Regions from separate parts of the Hordeum vulgare genome. Here regions 1 and 3 are each linked to region 2. A link is a contact called in public Hi-C data. All regions are on one chromosome and are shown on one strand. The core of a region is the stretch at or near the end of the contact, and the rest is flanking DNA. Distances in the headings are between cores, read along the strand shown. Region 1 holds the start of LOC123444336 (serine/threonine protein kinase OSK1-like). Region 2 holds the start of LOC123444339. Region 3 holds the start of LOC123440204 (ubiquitin domain-containing protein 2-like).

Evidence for each region. Hi-C and Micro-C count contacts between places; a contact is called where the count stands out from the background.
Region 1: a Hi-C map of leaf shows a contact between it and region 2, with 2.4 times the contacts expected there. The contact joins the promoter of LOC123444336 here to the promoter of LOC123444339 in region 2. A contact is called at or near these places in 2 of 6 Hi-C or Micro-C datasets (leaf and seedling).
Region 3: a contact with region 2 is called in a Hi-C map of leaf, with 4 times the contacts expected there. The contact joins the promoter of LOC123440204 here to the promoter of LOC123444339 in region 2. A contact is called at or near these places in 2 of 6 Hi-C or Micro-C datasets (leaf and seedling).

What each region holds. Positions count from the first base shown.
Region 1 is chr3H:471,946,107-471,950,523 of MorexV3_pseudomolecules_assembly, reverse strand. It overlaps LOC123444336 (serine/threonine protein kinase OSK1-like), which reads right to left and starts at 2,962. Exons shown (of 11, transcript XM_045121023.1): 1 at 2,853-2,962; 2 at 2,191-2,372; 3 at 1,416-1,600; 4 at 982-1,164; 5 at 747-878; 6 at 471-656. The coding sequence starts at 2,365.
Region 2 is chr3H:472,500,346-472,504,801 of MorexV3_pseudomolecules_assembly, reverse strand. It overlaps LOC123444339, which reads left to right and starts at 1,627. Exons shown (of 1, transcript XM_045121026.1): 1 at 1,627-2,241. The coding sequence starts at 1,775. The coding sequence ends at 2,131. It overlaps LOC123444338, which reads right to left. Exons shown (of 9, transcript XM_045121025.1): 2 at 4,269-4,397; 3 at 4,046-4,172; 4 at 3,824-3,944; 5 at 3,570-3,651; 6 at 3,406-3,456; 7 at 3,135-3,173; 8 at 2,899-2,992; 9 at 2,387-2,797. The coding sequence ends at 2,670.
Region 3 is chr3H:473,112,340-473,116,957 of MorexV3_pseudomolecules_assembly, reverse strand. It overlaps LOC123440204 (ubiquitin domain-containing protein 2-like), which reads left to right and starts at 1,345. Exons shown (of 4, transcript XM_045116773.1): 1 at 1,345-1,593; 2 at 2,780-2,902; 3 at 3,501-3,620; 4 at 3,710-4,065. The coding sequence starts at 1,560. The coding sequence ends at 3,774.

The sequences.
Region 1 (4,417 bases), core at 1,713-4,212, 560 kb after region 2:
ATTTAAGAAACCAGTGAGCACTCCCATGCATGAGCAATGGTACAACTACGAAAGGATTTTACGTAGTCTTACGCGATTAGCCTGATGGCAACTTAGAATTGGAGATGGGGGTAGGAGGGGCCCACCCCCGTGAAATTCAGAGGGGGGGGGGGAGTAGTTAATTAGGAATTTTACGTAAAAGTTCGTAAATAAAATGGCACAAGGCAGAAGGGTAATGTACAGACCCCAGAATAAAACTTTATAACACACCATTATAAATCATAAAGAAAAATGATGGACACATTTTTCACCACATATAAAATTAACCAAGTTAATGCCCAAAAAGGAGATATCAACAATATAAGAATATCCTTACGGACTAAAATACTAGCGGAATATTTGGCATAACTAACAAACAGAGAAACACTATTACTCTATATCATAGTTCAACTGAGTTCCATATAGGAAGCGGTGCAAAGTGCTAATTATACCTTTTTAACTTGTTGTGCGGTATCTGGTGGAGGCACTGCTAAGTATCGTGGAAGTTGAGCTTCAAACCATGGATGCTCGCGTATTTCCTGAATGGTTATCCTTTTCATAGGATCAACAACTAGCATCCTCGGAATCAAATCCCTTGCTGGGCCTGATAAATGGCTCGGAAGTGTATATATTCCACCCTGAAATGAAAAATGGAATATATTATTAATATCACTAGAATCAGGCACCGATGCACCATTCAAATACAAACTACACAGGTATTTGCTAACCTTTATTTTCTTAAAAAGGTTGGGTATGTTCTCGTCATCAAATGGAAGAGTACCACATAGAAGAGCATAAAGAATAACACCACAGCTCCATACATCAACTTCAGGCCCAGCGTACAGTTTTCCAGATATAACCTAGATAACAGAAAGTATATTATACAGTGACACCAAAGAGACTAGAAACAAAGATAAATGATGCCATGTCCTTTGTGTCTGAAAATAGTTCAAGGATGTATACCTCGGGAGCTGCATAATTTGGGCTACCACAACTTGTCTTAAGAAAGTGGCCATCACGCATAACATTACTTAAGCCAAAATCCGCAATCTTAACATCACAATTATTATCCAGAAGAAGGTTCTCTGGCTTTAGATCGCGGTGCACCACCATGTTTCTGTGGCAATATTGAACACCAGATATGATCTGTACAAAGACAGAAAACAAAGTAACCAGTCACATTCAAGGGTCTGAGTGGAATGATAAACATCATTATTGTGTCTGCACTCTGCGAATTCCTAGCAAACTATATTTCACGTGCCATTGTTGATACATCATCAAAATAAGTCACAAACAAGAACAAAAAAAAAAAGATTAATCCAAACTTTAGAGTCTAGAAACTAGGACGCTGAGTACAATCTTCAGAATAAAGGGTTCAAGAATAAAAGAGAGCTTACCTGTTGAAAGAAACGGCGGGCCTCTTGCTCTTGTAGCCTACCTTTCTCAACAATGTAATCAAACAATTCACCAGACTTAACATACTCCATAACCACATAAATATCAGCTGGTGCCTCTATCACTTCATAAAGGCGGATGATATGCGGGTGCATGAATAATCTTAATATCTTGATCTCTCTTTTCACTGCAAGAAAAGAATGGAACAAAATTATCTGGAGGCTTCATTTTAGATCAAACAACTATATAAGACACAAACAAGAACAGAAGGTAACAGATAATCGGTGGAGTGGAAGAAAAAGTTGTTCAAGGTTGCAAATTAACCATTTACCCCTTCCAATAGTAAAAGAGAAATACCACGCAAATATGTCCTTCCACATGATGAATAATGATAGCTATATAATAGCACACTTGAGCAGTGAATATTTTCTTAAACAGTTTCTATACGAAATTGATAATCAAGAGCGGTGCTACATTCACATGGCTGGTGTGCTTGCTCATGTCAATCATAGTTCCCTACATCAATGTAAAGATAGAAAAACAACAGTACTCCATTTATGAGAATGGTAATTACTACAACAGCTGGATCACAGGGAATATATGTTATTAATAGAAGAATAGTAGCATGCCAAATTTCCATTTATGAGTGGTAATTAATACAACAGGAGCAAAACTAGAACATCACAGAAAGAAACTAATTGTGTGTTATGTTGGTGTACAGAATAGGAAGCCCTATACCAACTGAATGAGCTCAGCAGAGCAAGTGAAATTACCAACCTTTCTCTTCCATATCCATGTTTTTTATTTTCCGGCGGTTAAGGATCTTGATGGCCACCTTGTGGCCAGTTTTGATATGCTCAGCAATCTTGACCTTCCCGAAGGAACCAATCCCCAGGGTCTTCCCAATACGGTAATTCTTCAAAGGGTTGCCATCTTTGCCGCCTGCCTCCATCTTCCACCTTAAATCGCAATCACACCAAACTACACTTCAGGAAACGAAGACTGGGATATCACAGTACAAAATTAACGGCGGGCGGCATGAATAAAGCGCGCTGGCTGTTCCATTTAAGTAGGACAGATCCAGCTGGTCCGTGAGTTGAATTGCAACTCCGCGCCTCCGACCGCTGGGGATGAAACGCGGGCAGAAATGCTTCTAATTCCGAAAGGAGAAGGGCCATTTCCCCCCAGAACAGAGCTCCGGCTCTTCCCACCCAATTCAACCTGAGACCCGCAGCAACGCCGAGAAACCAGCACGGCATGCTAAGCTCGGGAGCTCACGGATCTGCGGATTAGGTGGCGAGCGAATCCCGCTCGCTCCCGGAGCGATGAAAGAAAAACTCACGGTCCACCCAAAAACCCAAGCGCCTCGCGGAATTCTCGGACGGGGAGGGGCTCGGGAGGCGGGGGAAGGGAAGAGGTGGCGAGGTGGGATCCCCTACCTGGCTCCCCGGGGAGAGGCGCGGCGGCGGCGGCGGCGGCGAGGAGATGCGGAGGGCGGACGGAGGGAGAGAGGGAGAGGGGGGCGGAGAGACTGGGGAGCGATGCGTCGCTCACGGGACCGGGGGAAAGGGGGAGGAGAGATTCGATTCCCGCAACACCGGGGGGGGCCCACGGCGACGGCGACTGCGGGTGGGCCCGCGCGCGCGCGCCCGTGGCGCGCGCCGGTTCGTGCGACTCGCTGGTGCGGTGGGGAGGCCAATCGGACAACGGGCAGAGGCGCGTGGGTCGGGGAGGATTCCATCGCGATCTGTCGTTTTCCGCCGGGGTGGACGCGACGCGACGGGACGGTTCTTTGTTCCCGGTGCGCTGGTGCTTGGTGAGCGGTGCGGGTTCAACAGTGTTGGTACTACGTTTGAGTCGTCGTGAATACAAAAATTGGTTTAATGGGTTGATTCAAATGGATGTGTTTCGTTTTTCATCGTTTGTGATCTATTGCAGGTCTAATTTAAGCGGCATTTGCATCGTCGTGGACACGAAGCAAACACGTGCGTTGTGTGGCCTTCTTTTTCCCTAGCATGGGAGTCATGTACGTCGGTATCCCCTTCCTCCTTCGCCCTCAAATCACCAGACCGGCCCCGCGCACCCCCCGCCTCCGACCCCCGTTGCTGCTTTCGCCATCGCCGTCAGCCATCCATCCCACGGACTCACCTTCCAGCAGCCTCGTCTCCCGCGGTCGTCGCCCAGCTCCGCCACTTTCTCTCGGCGGGCTGCTCCTCTTGAGCAGGAGTCTTCCATAACGCTCGCAAGGTGTTCCACGCTTTGTCCAAGGTATAAATGGACTCCGATGACGAGTATTTTTCCAACGTTGAGGAAATCATAAACTAGTAGCTGCTCGCTCGACTTAGGAGTAGCGATTAACCGTTGAATCGGCCTATTAACCAGATTAGTCGGTCGATCATTAATCGATGTAATTTTAAACTCAATAGAAGCAAATTTTGCATGGAGAAAAAAAATCTAGGATGCAAATATGAAGCAAAGGGCGACATTTTTTTTAACAATAGATGGCACACGATGAAAGGTGATGGCGGGCTCGCATGGCATCTAAACGGGTCGGTTGCCGGTGGTGCGGGTCTCGAAGGAGGAGGACAAGTAGGAGTGCACAAAAGGAGAAGAGAACCAGACGGCATACATGGCAATAGGGGAAGCGACAGCGTGTCGTGGAGGACCTGGTCAACCGCCATCTAGGTCGGGAGGGATGAGAGGAGCGGGTGGAGTGCTAAACCCTAGCTCTTTGTGAGTAAGAGAGGCTAGAAAGGGTTACAAGCCAAATAATCAGGCTTTGTTTATCCCATGAGTTAGCGGGCCAACAATGTTTAATCGGCCTGACAAATGATTAATTGATCTAACGGGCCATTTAATCGGTCTGACAAACCATTTAATCGGTCTGGCAAGTTAACACGATGAATAGGTGTTATTCGATTCGGCCACCCGATGAGTAGAGATTAACTCGCCAATTAACTGACAAACCAGATGAATTCTTGAACAATTTTTTTTCTATAACGTT
Region 2 (4,456 bases), core at 378-2,877:
CTAAATAAATGGTGTGATGTTGTGTGCTTATGTTGTGATGTCATTGTTGTATCTATGTATATCAAGTATGTCATGCGTACGTGTGATGCACTGTGATATGTATGGGATTCGACACCTAGTCGTATGCCCTTAGTAGCTCTCTATACAGAGAAATTCCCCTTAGTGTTTCCATCGAGCCTTGGTAGTTCGCTACTGCTCCAGACACATTGGTTGACCGGCATGTATCCTTCTTAGCTGATGTGTCTGTCCCTACGGGGAAAAGTCACGCGGTGTAATGGAGTCCTTGTAGCTTGCTACGACTCGTCTACGCTCGCTGATGACCGACACCTGCTTTGTTGGGTTATGTATGCATGTCTCTTTACAGTTGAGCCACTTGAGTTTATGACTAGTTATGTCGACCCGGGTTCTTTGACATTGGAATGCTAGCGACACAATTGCATACGTAAGTCAAAAGGCGCAAACGGTCCCGGCTAAGGTAAGGTGGCAGCCGTGGGGTTAACCGTGCGTGAGACCGCAAAGGGATGCGATGTGTTACAGTCTGGATTCCTATGGCTTAGGATCGGGGTCCCGACATCTACTTCATTGGTTTGAGACCAATTGTTGGAGTCAACACCCATAGTCGACATATATGCGTCATCATGAAAACTACAAAGTAATATGACATAGGAAAACTAAATCAATCTACATATGTGCACATCTGTCAACAACAACAAATCAAAAACAAAAATTATACCTTGTGAGCATTTCATCGAGCACTATGTGTGCATGGGCCGTCGGCGCAACAATTTGTGAGGTTTCCGGCGCTTCGGGCGATGGAGGCGTGGCCAGCCTCACTCCCGCCTTCTTCTTCTTCACCGCTTTCCTCTTCTTTTGGGACATCATCGCCATTGCGGTCGCGGTGGCCGCTGTGGTTCGTTTGGAGGCGAAGCTCCGTGGCGCAGCCGCCGGCGACGCGACGCCACCCTGCGCCCTCGTGTGGGGCGGCACGATGAGCCCGCACGCGAGGCCGGATTTCGGAGTCGCAACGACGTCGGCGGTGGCGAGGGAGGTGAAGCCCGTGCTAGGGTTTGCGGCGGTGGCGACGACGAGGTCGCGCGTGTAGGGGGTTAGGGGAATGTCGGAGCACCCGTCCATGGCTGGAAGTCGCCGACGACGATGCGGGGCGAGGCAAAAGCAGGCGCGAGCGGAGAGTTCAGCGGCGGTTGCTCGCTTCGCGCGCGATTTCTTTCTGTCGCGCGTGCGATAGCACACGTCCGAAAAAACAAAGCACGATGACGTTCTATTCGGCGTGGGTTGGTTTTTAACGGGCACGCGATTTTTACGCGTGTGCTGGAGTTGCCGATTCGGTCGCTCGCGCGATAAAATTCCATTTTTCGCTTTTGGAGATGTTCTAAAGTGCACTTTTCTCCTATACTAAAATAATAGGTCTAGTGTTCCTAAAAAAAGGTGTAGTCATTCGCCAAAAAGACAAAAGGCATGTGTGGTCGGCAGCTGGGAAGGGGTCCAGTGTCCATTGGCTCGTCCAAGCCCATCCATCATTTCCAGCGGAAAGCAAGCTGACCTGTGCAAAACGTAGACTTTTCGGTCATTCAGTGACGAGAAGCACCGAGCCGTTACACCCGGCCGGACGAACTAAAAGCTCTCCCCCACCCCAGCCCCACTCCAAACTTCAGACATGGCCGAACACCAAGCCCCAAAATCCCGTCGCCTCCAAATTCCACTCCACCCCGGCCGCCTGTAGCAATAGCAAACAAGAAGCTACTCCGTAGAAGAAATGGAGGGCGACGAGATCTTTGCAAGCCTAGACTCGCTCTGGTTCCACTCCAGCGTCCTCCACCGGCGGCCGCGCTTCAAGCAGTGCTCGGAGGAGCTGAAGCCGCCCAGGAGGCAAGACCAACACCCCAATTGCGTCGACGGCGAGGTGACGCTGGGAGCGAGAAGAGCAGATCCGAGAAGCAGGGCGCTCGAGGAGCGCATCGAGGCATGGCAGGAGGAGCAGTGGCGGGAGACGCTCGTCATCGCGGCGCCGACACGGTGCTCGCCGGTACCCCCTCCCGCCCCCGGCGAGGGTGTCGCCATGAAGGCCCATCTCAGGTCGTGGGCCCATGCCGTTGCTTGCTCCGTCAGATAAAAGGCGCTCGACCAGTTCAGAGTCTTGGAATTTGGTACGATGTTCCCACTGTTTTGCCTCCACATATACCTGAATAAATACACCTCGCCTAGCTTCTAAGTTTCACATTATATCTAATCTCCTGCACATCTCGATCTGCCAATGGCTGCATGCATTACTCGATGCAGAGGCCGGGGCGATGCCTCCTTTTCGAAAAAAAATCTCGATCTGCCAACTGTGAATCTGTGCAGAAAATGGAAAATGCACAATTCCACATCGAAATTTGAAGAAGTTTCTTTACTTTTACACGTTGTGGGAGTAGCCAGGGGCTGCTGTCTTTTGTACACTTGTTTTACACCTGGGATCTGCATCCTATGGGTGATTTACAGATCATCATCAACCAACTCTAGAACATGATTTAGAGATACTGCTAACACGTCGAATCGAGGGCGGGAGAGCAAATGCTATGCAGCTCTCCTCAAATAATTAGACTATATATACATGGAGGGTTAACTAAAGCTTCATAGAACCACGCATTTGATGTGTAACGACCGTGTTCTCACTCCTGGTTGGACGCTGCCTCCGGAAGTTTGAATGTAGGAGGCCTGTCTGCACCTTTCCTCGAGTATTCTCGCCACCTCCTTGCGGCCGCAGCCGCTCGCTTCACTCTTTCCTTTGTGTCCTCATCTGTTTAACATGTAAACAGGATTATTAGAACACAGATAGGCAAAGGATGGGAGCCCAAATGATCTGAGCAACTGGCAAATGGCAAAATATGCTAGCTTTACCGTTCTTTTGGTATCTTGTCGGTGACCCCCATATATCACTCCATGAACTTCCCTTGTTAGAATCATCTTGGCTCATCCGCATTCTGACCTTATTCTGCAGGACATTGCGCAGATGTTCAGGACAACACACATGCAGTTCATGTGTGAAGAAAATAAAAAGCTTATGATTCTAACATTCCCAAACTGGATTTCGTATGTAGATATAAAGAAATAATGTATAGAACAGAGAATTATACCAAGACTTTTGCTTGTCTTTTCTCCCAGCGCGTACTTGCCTGACAGCAGGAAAGATAACAGAACATGTTAAGAGCTACATAAACTTCATCACGAAAAAAAAGATCTACATAGACTGTGGTTTAAACTGCATAGAGTACTGTAATAAACTTTAGAAGGTGGACGTATTTAGAAATATGTACATTAATTTTTATGATGAATTGCATACAGCCCATCCATCATCACACGAGAAAGTAAGCAGAGATAAATGTAATACATGAGTAAAGATATTACCATCCGGAACACATCAAATGAACTCCCCATCCCAGAAAGCATCAATGCAACCTGCTCAAATGAGAAACAAATCATATGATATTACAAGGTAGGGTAATCTACTACGGAGTATGTTAGAAAACAGCAGAGTGATATCATATTAACCAACTGCAGAAATTCCTTACATTCACTCTCTCAACTCTGCGCATTTCATCCTCGAGGAGTGTAACTTGTGCAGCTGAAGTCCAGTGGATGCAGTCAACCGGACTGGATACACAAAGTTTAGAGGTTTATGAGCATTAGTATTGGCAGCCACAAACTCCTAAATGAAAATAAAAAAACACTCATACTGTTTGGCACAAATGGCAGCATACACATTCAGTAGGTTTGTTACGGCAGTGGACAGATACAAATCAAATAATCCAGACAAGGGCCTCACCAACTGTCAATGGCTTCTTGAATTAGCTCTTCATTTCCTGATTGATTGTAAACTCTTGCACGCCCATAGTCCTCCTCAATTTCGAAAACCTTGGAACACACGTTAGCACAGTTTTTACATCCTGCATAGATGTGAGCAGACAGCAGAACTTAAATAAGAACCCAGTTTAGATAATCTAGCAGTAACTCCTGATCAGGTTATAGCCATCAGTAGTAGTAGTACCTATGCAGCTAAATTCATCGACAAACACATGATCCCTGGGTGCATCATCCAAGAAGGGGTTGGTTGCTGTTGCAGTATATCCATTGATCTCATCATACACCGCTCGCTGGATGGGGTCCGTAAGTACCTGTTCATCCCTTGCTCATGTTAACTTCATAGATTAGATTGCAACGCAAATCTCCCTGAAAAAAGAGCATCCGATTTTCATTTCTCAGGATTTTACCGTGTAAACCTCGTTGATGAACATGCAGAAGTTAGTCACATCGGGGTCGTTCCCGCTGAGATCTGGATGGCAAGCTTTCATGCAATTGTAGTACGCTTTCTTGATCTGCTGAGGCGTTGCATCCGGCATCTGAAAACATGGAAGAATCATTAGCAGCTCGGTAGAAGGGGAAAGAAAGAGTACTGTTT
Region 3 (4,618 bases), core at 96-2,595, 610 kb before region 2:
CTGGTGGTGGTGGTGTGGCCGCGGGGAGGGCGGCGGCAGGGGCGGCGGGGACCGTCGGCGGTATCATCCTCCCGATGACGGCGACGGCGGGGGCGGCGGCTCGCGTCCGCGAATGCGCGACATCGGGTGCATCGGGCCCTAGGAGGGGCAGACGGACGGGAAAGCCTCTCCCCCCGCGGCATGGGCCGGCTGCAGCGGGGCACGGTAGGGGACGGCTGCGGCGGCGCGTGGCGGGGATGGGGACTGCGGCGGGGGCCGGTGGCGCGCGACAGGTGGAGATGCGTGGGAGGTGGAGATGCAAGGCAAGGTCACCGTGCGTTTTTTTTTCTTTTCTCTTGTCCGTAACGATTCAATTGACTTATCAAAGGACTGCGGGTTGAATACCAATAAACAGAGGGTTTTTTTGTAAAATTGCCATGACGGACGGCAGAAGCGCTCCGCGTTTTATTATTACTAGCAAAAAAGCCCGTGCGTTGCAACGGAAGAGAAAATAACACACGCTTTGAACGTAATATATTAGCACATTTGTGTTGTCGACGATGGCCTGATTGCTCACACAACGAAAACACGTTTGAATGTACAATCACTCGGAATAAGATGAGAAATATGTTGTTTCTCCCCACGAGATTTTCCAAAGGTGTGCATGTGTGGTTAACGATGTTTTCTTTCCTCTCAATTTGATTTTAATTTAATGGATATTTATTGCAATTCGTATGGTCGTCGGAAAGAGATAAAAAAAAGACAGTGCATTACAGATTAAGTTTGCACCAAAAATAATATTTAAGAAGTATTTAACAGCTAAAAATAACATCCTATTTAGATTCTACATATTTTTTCAATCAAATTTCATATATAATATGTTTACGGTTTGGATAATTTTGTTTTAGATAAAATATGGATTGATTAACTGAAAAGTCAGGTTTTTTTAAAAAAACAAAAAAACGTTTCGGCTGACTTAAATAGGGACGGCGGGTTGATTACGTGAAACATCAAGGAGTTTTCTGTAAAATGCAAAAAAAACGGTTCGACACTGACTAAAAGATGGACCGCGGGTTGATTATCTAAAACTGTGAGGACTTTTCTGCAAAAGGACAGAAAACGGTTCGTTCTGACTTAAAGTTGGACTGCGGGTTAATTAACTGAAACTGCGAGGGCTTTTCTGTAAAATGACCGACAACGTACGATGGAAGCGCTGCGGGCTTTATTATTAGGGGAGATTAGGAAGAGATGTTGTCATGTGTTGTACCATCTTACATATTGATTCAATCTTCTTCTATCTCAATACAATGATATGCAAGCTTTGGGTATTGAAAAAAAAAAAAGAACACCACACCACCGCATGGCCACCAGCTATGCTCGCACTAGGTTTTGTTGGCTAGCATAGCCACATCCTGACAGGCTGACACGTCCATCCTCCACTCCAGCTCCGCTTTCGGTTTTCAGTCCACCTCCCTCTCCTGCGTCGACCCTGCAGTCCAGAGCCTTTACGCGTGAGCCACCTCCGCTTCCAGGAGCTTCTCGAAGGGGGGCCGCCGATGACCCTCTGATCGTCCGTCGCCATGGGCTGCGCCGGATCCACCCCTAAATCTGACGGTCTCTCCTCTTAACCTGTCTTTCTCCATTCTGTCAATGCTTTCTTAGGCGTGGGTTAATGGTTGAGATCTTGGGCAATTTGCTGATTTGGTCCCCAGAACCGCTATCAGAAGTAGACCAACTAGTTGGCCTAATGTCATCGTTTTTTTTTGCCATGTCGCTTGTGATTGTTATGTTGACTCCGCCATGCCTGGTGTTCGTTGCTTAGCAGATTCGATTGATGATGCGTGGCTGCGATAATTCTGCTCATGTTGGCAGTTAACCCAACTCTTAAGGCCAAATTAAACAATGATTGGAATAGAAGAGGTGTTAATATCACCATGATCAACATATCAGTGTTACAATTTCTGGTGAAGAGAGTATATGTGTGCTATGAAAAGCCAATTGATAGGTGATCTGTTCTCCATCTGCACTGCGATGTAAAAGGTTTAACATCCGGTTAGTGAGGAGAACATATACAATTATCGTGGAAGGCGATGGGACTGTCGATTTGTTGCTCCGTAGGACAGAGTACCTAGCGACATTATTCAAGATGTGACACGACGAAAAACATATTGAAATGAAGTTTTTTTATTGCTAGAGGAAAGATATTCCTTTTGGGGGTTCAGAAGTTGGAAATATGCCTGTTTTGATTAGGCAAAATGGCCTTAAAATCAGTGTTAGTCCATGAGCATGTTTGAATGGGAGTGAGATGACAATAGCAAAAGGAAACACTCTCATGCAGTTCCTTTTTCGTCCTCGTCTAATACTTGAGCTCGTCCAACTACTTTTCTCTAATACGGAGTAGTGATTAAATGAAATGGCACGATTTAATCGTTTGCCTGATCCTGGTGCACATCCTTTCTGTTAGTTACACTAATTTAAATGTTCAGCAAGCTGTAAACTTGCTATATCAAGGTGCTGAAGATGAAATTTGTATTGCAAGGTTCAGCAAATGAAGGATGTTAACTGACTGATATAAAACAGGCATCTAAAAATCAAACTCACCGACAAAATGGGCTTGTAGAAGAGTAGCTTTGTTGAAATTTGAAAAGCTTTGTTAGTAGTTCTTGGAAGCCGATTTGTGTACTCTTATTACCAGCCTGATTCAGTTTAAGATGAACGCAGTGCTTACTTATGCTGATATCCTGTGACTGCATTTGGAAATATTCAGTTACTAACGTTTAACTTTTTTTGTTGATCTCAGGCAGCAGTAAGAAGCTGAAAAAGCCAAAGCCTTGGAAGCACACACAATCAATAAGCCCGGTAGAGCTCAAACAGATGCGTGAAGAATTCTGGGACACTACTCCTCACTATGGTGGACAGAAAGGTACTGTATTACTCTAATTTTTTGGTTGTGAACATTTATCTGCCATCAATTTATATTGCTTGCTGGACCAGGGATTTTTTCCTCTCTGAATTTTAACCTGACTTTACTAAATTTGTATGCGGATTCTGTACACTGAAATCCGTATGCAGGTTGTTACATTAGACTTTAGAAATACATGCACAATTATTAGTGTTGATCTGTTGTTTGGTAGTTTAGTCCACGGTTGATGCTAAATTTGGAATGTCAACTTATAGTTCTTGATTTGCCAAAAAAAATGTCCTTCAGGAAACAAATATGAAGGGATTGAAAAACAGAAGTTGACACAGGCCCTTGATTTTAGTGGTACAAATCTCCTGTAGTGCTGCACCTTCATCGTTGGGATGGACCGTGCAATTTTTTGAAATATTTACTCACCACTTAGCATATGTTATATTTGTTTGGTCCAGCGAATGGTTAGTGTATATATTGACTGTTGTGTTCTCATATTATACATGTTTGTTGTTTTATCATAACACAACCTTAATTTGCTTACAACCAGTTGAAGAAACACTAGATATTATATTTTTTGCATTAAAACTACCATCCTTTTTCCATTCAGAAATCTGGGATGCACTTCGGGCCGCTGCGGAAGCTGATCTGTCTCTCTCGCAAACTATAGTAGACAGTGCTGGCATCATAGTCTCAAATCCTGACATGACACTTTGCTACGATGAAAGAGGTAAAAAAGGGAAAACCTGTATCTCATGCATCTTCTCCACACACATGCTTTCAGAACCAAAAACCAATACCTGGGAAACTCTGCTGCAGGTGCCAAATACGAGCTACCAAAGTACGTTCTGAGCGAGCCAACCAATTTGATCCGGGAGGAATGAATTCATATACCGTGAAGGTGAAAGGCTCGTGTAAATTATGTGAACCTCATTTGTTCAGCGACTTTAGTCTTCACTTGCTCAAGAGGTCAATGGACATACCACACTTAATTCATAACTAGAAGGGCAGTGCGTGCTTTGCCGTGTCGTTTATATTCTTGAGGTTGTACATGTTTCATGTAATTCTTTTAATGTTCTGGAAAAAAATACGTATTAGTTGGTTTGGCGTGTGGGGATACAATGAAGTGTATTATTTTATTAGATATGCTAGTCCTAAGGACATACTTTCGGGAATCATGCTTACGATGGATGTGTCAATTTATGATCACAGATTAGGAAAAAATTAGGCCAACGGTGTAAATCGGAGAAGTGATTAAATCGGAGAAGTGATTAGCGGGACAATGTTTGGTATGTCCAATCCGTAGTAAATCATTCATGAGTGTATCGTTTTTTTAATTGTTGTGATGTTTGGTGGATTTTTTTGACCGTATGATTGAAGGGTGTCTTTTAACTAGTACAAAAACTTAAGAAAATTATTTACATTGTTGGACGATGTATTATGCTGGCAGTGAACGACTCAACCAATTATGTATCAATCAAAACTGAAGAGTTGAATGAGGAGCTTTAAAAAGGGATAGCTTAAAAGAAGTTAGAGATTTCAATGCCATAACAAAGGATTGACGGAAGAAGCTTTAAAATTAAGGAGCATAGTGTATTTAAAATGAATGAGAGAACTCATTACAAAATTGTTAACTCGATCAAAATTGAATGATCAACTTCAAAGTAAGACCTCATTTAATTATAAAGCCTTAAGAAATAAAGAGATTAGTGTTATTATAGTCGTGTT